2 separate regions of the Danio rerio genome follow, and region 1 is linked to region 2. The links are chromatin contacts, called in public Hi-C maps. All regions are on one chromosome and are shown on one strand. The core of a region is the stretch at or near the end of the contact, and the rest is flanking DNA. Distances in the headings are between cores, read along the strand shown.

What was found. Hi-C and Micro-C count contacts between places; a contact is called where the count stands out from the background.
Region 1: a Hi-C map of hematopoietic stem cells shows a contact between it and region 2, with 6 times the contacts expected there. The contact joins the promoter of ankrd45 here to the promoter of cacybp in region 2. A contact is called at or near these places in 12 of 18 Hi-C or Micro-C datasets (caudal fin, embryo, fibroblasts and 4 more) and 3 of 4 datasets of contacts at active chromatin or transcription factors (caudal fin, embryo and gastrula embryo).

The regions. Positions count from the first base shown.
Region 1 is chr2:38,702,034-38,705,489 of GRCz12tu, forward strand. It overlaps ankrd45 (ankyrin repeat domain 45), which reads left to right and starts at 1,663. Exons shown (of 5, transcript NM_001020770.2): 1 at 1,663-1,936. The coding sequence starts at 1,696.
Region 2 is chr2:38,569,113-38,572,710 of GRCz12tu, forward strand. It overlaps cacybp (calcyclin binding protein), which reads left to right and starts at 2,061. Exons shown (of 6, transcript NM_212887.1): 1 at 2,061-2,151; 2 at 3,326-3,539. The coding sequence starts at 2,134. It overlaps mrps14 (mitochondrial ribosomal protein S14), which reads left to right. Exons shown (of 3, transcript NM_001045358.1): 2 at 1-61; 3 at 278-739. The coding sequence ends at 460.

The DNA.
Region 1 (3,456 bases), core at 413-2,912, 130 kb after region 2:
TTGCCTAATTACCCTAACCTTTCAAGTTAACCTAATTAACCTAGTTAAGCCTTTAAATGTCACTTTAAGATGTATAGAACTGTCTTGAAAAATATCTAGTAAAATATTAAGTACTGTCATTATGGCAAAGAGAAAGTAAATCAGTTATTAGAAATGAGTTATTAAAACTATTATGTTTAGAAATATGTTTAAAAAATGTCCTCTCTATTAAACAGAAATTGGGGTAAAAAATAAGCAAGGGGGCTAATAATTCTGACATCAACTGTTTTTAATTACATTTATTTTAATACATTTATTTATTATATTTTACTTATTAATGATGTATGTAGTGTGTGTTTTCTTTTTTGTGGTAATAATCCAACAAAGTAATTGCATCTCAATAATACAGTAGTTTTTAGTTCCTAATTTGATAATTGAATTCATCTACATGCATAATTACATGTTGATGCTTATTTTGGTATTGCTAAACAGGCCTGTAGCCAGAGAGGGGGTTCAGGTGGATCCAGAGACCCAACCCTTTATTGACAAAGGTCCAGTATTTGTCCCATACATTAGCTTATTTGTCCTATATTGACTGTTATGCCATCATAAATGATCAAAATAACCCATTGAAAAAGGCTTTGAGACCTAAAGTAAGGCCTGCAAGAAAACTTTCACTGTATTGTTGTTAAATAGAGAAAACATTTAATTCTAAATCTTGGACCTTATTCTTGAAGGAAAAAATCCCAATAAAATGTTGTGATGCACAAAGAAGGACCAAATTAAAGTTACTTATAAAACTAGGCTATTGTTGTATCCATGAATTATTAAATGTACTTTATAAAGAGGCTTTATATCATTATTTATTTATTTTGTATTATTCACTTGGGTAAATTCTGACTGGGGAAAGTTGAATGTGCTGGCCAGTGTGTTATTTGCTTAACTGACAATAAGATACAGTTTTGAGTTAAAATTAACAGATTCCTATTTTTACCCTAGTGATATATGATTCATTCATTCATTCATTCATTTTCTTTTTGGTTTAGTCCCTTAATTAATCAGGGGTCGCCACAGCGTAATGAACTGCCAACTTATCCAGCATATGTTTTACGCAGCGGATGCCCTTCCAGATACAACCTATCACTGAGAAATGTTATATGATGTAATAAATTTGTATAAATATTTGTTTAAATATAAGTAGACTAATTGACTTTTCAATTTATTCTAAGTCTTTAGTAAATGTTTGGTACATAAAAAAGTGTGATCATCTGACAAACTCATTCATTCATTTTCTTGTCGTCTTAGTCCCTTTATTAATCTGGGGTCGCCACCGCGGAATGAACCGCCAACTTATCCAGCAAGTTTTTACGCAGCGAATGCCCTTCCAGCCGCAACCCATCTCTGGGCATCTGACAAACTAATCCAGCAAAAAAATTGTGCTTAAAAAGTATTTGAACCTAATAATTAAATAGAAAATAAGTCGAACAACTGCAAAAAGTGCACTTTTTGAGAAAAAAAAAGAACCAGCCCTTTCACCAGGCTGTCCAGGGGCCTGTTAAAATCTTCTCTCTATGCCAGCTATCATCAAGAGTCTCTGTGCTTCATACTTCATACAACAGCGACATCGAGTGGCGAATCAAAATAACAACATTTATTGCTAGCCTGTTGCCATAGAGACAGTTCACACACCACATCACTACTCTTCCGCCAGTCACAATGCGGTCAGCAGAGGAGAAAACTGTACTTTTATGTGCATTAGATGACGATTTAGAGGGACTTAAAGGTATTTTGGAACGCACGTTTACCGACGATGCTGCACAGTCAGAGAACATTTTGTGGGAAAAGGATGAAGTGGGAAGAAACGCGCTGTTTGCTGCGTGTATGATGGGACGGAGCGCCATAGTGCGCGAGCTCGTGCAGAATGGTGCTGCTGACGTCAACGAACTCACCGCGCGCGGTAATTAATAAGCGGGAAAGTGTGTTTTTTGCATCTCCCTGCAAAAGTAATTATAGAATAATTCGCACATTTTAAGGATGTTGTCACTGTATTCTCTGTGAGTGCTTATTGGGGCAATGCATAATGGAATGGGCAGCATTTGCTGGGGGGAATTGCTTCCACATACTTTCTTGACTAACAAAGTATAAAATAAGGGGGAAATAATCAAAGTAAGTTTTACCAGGCCTGGACACCATTTCATATGAAAATGTAAAAATTCCATATACATAGATCAAAGATTTAGCTTCCACACTTCTTTGTATTGTTTATGCAAAATATTTTAAAGAGTATATCCCATTGATCTTCTGTCCAATAACAAAATCTAATTTAAAAAAAATAGTGTCGGCGACACAGTGGCTCATTGGATACCACTGTCGCCTCACAGCAGGAAGGTTGCTGGTTTGAGTCCTGGCTGGGTCAGTTGACATTTCAGTGTGTAGCTTGCATGTTCTCCCGTGTTCGCTTGGGTTTCATTTCGGTTTCCCCCACAGTCCAAAGACATGTGATATAGGTGAACTGTATAAACTAAATGGCCATATGAGTGTGTATGGATTCTTAATTGCTGCTGGAAGGGCATCACCTGTAAAACATATGCTGGAAAAGTTGGTGGTTCTTTCCACTAAGGTGACCCCTTATGAATTAAGGGACTAATGGAAAGGAAAATTAATGGATGAAAAACAATGTCCTCTTTTCCCTTTAATGTAATTTCTAGTTATTTCTATTTTGTATTCATTCATTCATTTTCTTTTCGGCTTAGTCCCTTTATTAATCTGGGGTCGACACAGTGGAATGAACCGCCAACTTATCCAGCATATGTTTTAAGCAGTAGATACCCTTTCAGCTGCAACCCATCACTGGAAAACATCCATACACTCTCATTCACCAATTCATGTTTTTGGACTGTGGGGGAAACTGGAGCACCAGGATTTGATTTGGTCCACCATCCTATTTGGGAAGAGAGGAAGAATGGATGACTATCTTTGACAGAGATCATCATTTCAGAATTTGATTTATTGTTTTGTTTCGTAAATGAATCTGTTTTTTAAAAATGTAAATACTGTCACTCGACGGATAGAGAGCAATGCACAAGACATCAGTGAGCAAATCAAGACAAAGACAGTGCAGCTTAATGTATTCAGCTTTGAACTCCATTGTGTTAATAATGTTATTGTTCATGTTTTTACTGTAATAAGTTCATTATATATATTTTTTAAATATGCTACATCCGTTAATATAGTTAAAAAGCAATGTTTAGTAAGTTGATTTTTTAAATTAGGAAATTACTCATAAAAATTTAAATGTAATACAGTTTGGTATTTTTACCTTCGGCCCACAGCCCTTAATCAAGTTTGCTTTTTTTGGCCCATCAAAATAAAAAGGTTTAGGCACTCCTGGTCTAGGACCTATAGGATACAGGGTTTCTGCAGGTCTTAAAAAGTCTTCAAATGTCTTAAATCTCAAAATCCAAATTTTAGGCCTTA
Region 2 (3,598 bases), core at 811-3,310:
AGATACACGACTGCGCATCAATGCCATTAGGAAGAATACTATTTTGCCAAAAGAGCTACAGGTACATTCAGAGTCTTGCAATTTCAGTTCAGTGGAGATTTATGGTTCATCATTATTGTTTTTCATGTACAGCTTTCAAATAACATGAACACGTTTTTATTTTGCAGTAATTGAAACCTATTTATAGAGTCATTATCGTTAACAGAAGAATGAAGTGTATTTAAAATAATAATAATAATAATAATGCTGTCCATGTTTGTTATGTTTTTGCTCTTAGGAAATAGCAGATAAAGAAATCGCTGCTCTTCCTCGAGACAGTTGTCCCGTGCGCATTCGCAACAGGTGTGTGCTGACCTCACGTCCACGTGCAGTGAAACGCAGATGGCGTCTTAGCCGAATAGTTTTTCGTGATTTAGCAGACCACAGCCAGATGTCTGGAGTACAGAGATCAATGTGGTGATCAGCCATGACATTGTGTTTGTTCTACATCATTGTCATTCAGTGTGTGAGCTTTTCAACCTATGAATGAACTTGAGCTTGGTATGCCCTTGAAAGAGGAGATATTCATATTACATGAAAAGACGGAGCAGGAAATTCATCAAGCATCTACTCAAATGATGTGTTATTTCTCTGCTGAATTGATTTGAAATTTATATTGATGATTTTTTTTTGTCTTAGAGATTGATGGCAAATGTAATATGTTATGTTATTGTTGATACAATAAAAAAGGTGTAATGTGTTTTGTTTTGTGAGTTTATTTAAAGTTCAAGAGTATTAGATTCTATTGTTACTGTTTCTGTATTTGTGTAATACAAAAATAATCTTTTACTAATTTGGCATAATAAAATAAAAATACAAAAAGTATATATAAAAAGTTACATTTCAGCTATATAAAGAGTTTTAAATAATTTAATGATTTTTAAAATACAAATTCAATCACTAATTTTTGCACTCACACTTATTTACTTATATTGAGCAAGCGTTCGCTAATACGAAGCTTCAGTTAATCAAAGGGATGTCCGGACATGTTTCAAATGTTTCAAATTCTTAAAAATATGGTTGAAGTTATTAGTTAAAAGTTTAATTAAGGTAAATTCTCATTCATATAAACCCATAACCCAAACAAGTAAACATTTTAATTCAAATAATAATAATAATTAACACAAAATTATTTATTAGTGAGGTTTGAATAAATGTATGTATAATCCAAATGAAAGAAATCTATAAATAAACACAAATATATTAAAATTATTAGCAAATGCTATTAAGAAAATATAAATGAAAGAACTGAGTACAGTATTAAATAGAAATTATGTCGTCTAATAAAAAATAAAATTTATTAAATAATTTTGCGAATACTAAAATGGACCAATTTCTGTATATTTTAGATAATTCGATTTTTATACAAAAAACTTTTTTTAATGAATTAAAGATTTTATTATTCGTAGTGGATGATTTTTGAAGTTGACTTAACGCTGCTCAATAACACCCATTCTTGTTTTAGGTATACAAAATCTAATTATTTAAATTATACAGTAATTGGTCTATTATAGTATTTGCAAAATTATTTACTTAATAAATTTTAAGTTAGATTACATAATTTCTAAATTATTAGAAATTATGTAATCTAACTTAATATAATTTATTAAGTAAATATTTTTTCAAATACTATTATGGACCGATTACTGTATATTTTAGATCATTAGATTTTCTAAAATATAGAAAATTTTGAAAACTTTTTTGATTAACTTTAAATATTGCCTGCTGTGTTATTTTGCCTTCCATATTGCCCACTACGCTACATTGTACATTACGCTAAGAATCTTGTTTTGTGATACAGTAGGTGTGAAACTTGTAACACTGTAATTCATAAAATTACATTATCAAATAGAGTTTGTTACATTTTTATTGATTTTAATACTGTTATTGTAAATATATATTTCGTTGTCCGCTGGTGATTCACTAAAATAAGGACTTTTATTTTGTCAAAATGCGGAAATAGGAATTCTTCTAGAAACAGCGCTTCACGCATATCTGCGGACTCGCAGCGCCGGTTGAATGCAAAGTTCATTTTCATCACTTCAGGAAAACTATTTAAGATAATTAGTATACAGAAGTTTTTCCAAGACAGCAATGGACATCAATGAACTGGTAAACGGTCGCTTCTCAGTGTTTTACTCATTTTAGTAGAGTATTAGCAGTCCTGTAGGGTTTACGTTACTGTTTCACATTAAACCGCATAACGTTAGTGGCATTAAGTAACTTAGCTTATGAATGTGAATGGAACTGATGGTTTACCCTGATGATTTATTGGATGCTCTGTGAATACGCTGTGGATTATAAGATACGAAGAGCAGTTTTTTTATTATTATTTGATTCATCATTTCTCTGTAACGTAACATCAGTTCAATTTCCACTTGTTCAAATGCTGATTCTCCATATCATGAATTAGATTACTAACGTTACTAGTTTCAATTTCATGTTTTTAATATAAGTAATTGCATTTCCGCTAAAATATAAATTCTTCATGGCAACAATGACGTCATCTCTCGCAGATGTCTTATTTTTATTTTAGTTTCAAATATTTAAATAAATAAATAAAAATGTAAAAAGATTTTAGTTTCAACTAATAAAAAAAATGTCATTCCTGATACCAAGAACTGTATTTCCACTAGTTAAATGACATCATTTAGGCTCCTATTCAGATTTATTCTTAAAATTTCCTATGGATTAGTCTCTATTTCAGAAGTCACCACATCGGAATGAACCGTCAACTACTCCAGCGTATGTTTTCCTGTCGTAACCCAGTTATTGGAAGATATCAATACACACACACATACACACACACACACACACACACACACACTAATGCACTACGGACAATTTAGTTTATTCAATTCAACAAAAGTGGATGTCTTTGGACTGGGGGGTACACTGGAGCACTCGGAGGAAACCCACACCAACACAGAAAGAACATGCAAACTCCACACAGAAATGCTTACTGGCCCAGCCGGTACTCGAAATAGCGACATTCTTGCTGTGAGGCGACATTGTTAACCACTGCACTAAGCCACTTCTATTCAGATTCAATTGTTGAAATGAAGAATTGACAAATTGTAATATGAAACAACATTGTTATTGTTACTAGTAGAGTAGTTTTCCTATTGTAAAGAATCGGCATTTAACAAATGAAAAGTAATTGTTGATATTAAGAGCACATAGCATTGGAACGAGCAACCATAAAAGAGTTTGCCGTAGACGACTCTCTCTTGAGCTCGCCTGTGCTGAAATGAAAACTGATGTCAAATTTGTCTTGTTTCTGCAGATCGCAGGTCTCGAGAGTGATCTTAAGGAGATCACGAGTCTGCAGGAGAAGTGTGAACGACAGCGTGTGCGAGACATATTAACACAAGAGCAGAAGAAGATCGAGAAAGAGCTAGCACAGAAACGGCAGCAGAAACAGCAGCAAGAAAAGAAAGAGTCGGGAGACAAAACTGAAACAACAGTCAAAGGATACACAGTCAAAATTAACAATTATGGTATGTATGTTAATAATATATATTGTGATCACAGACATACATAGGTACTTTTGGCTATG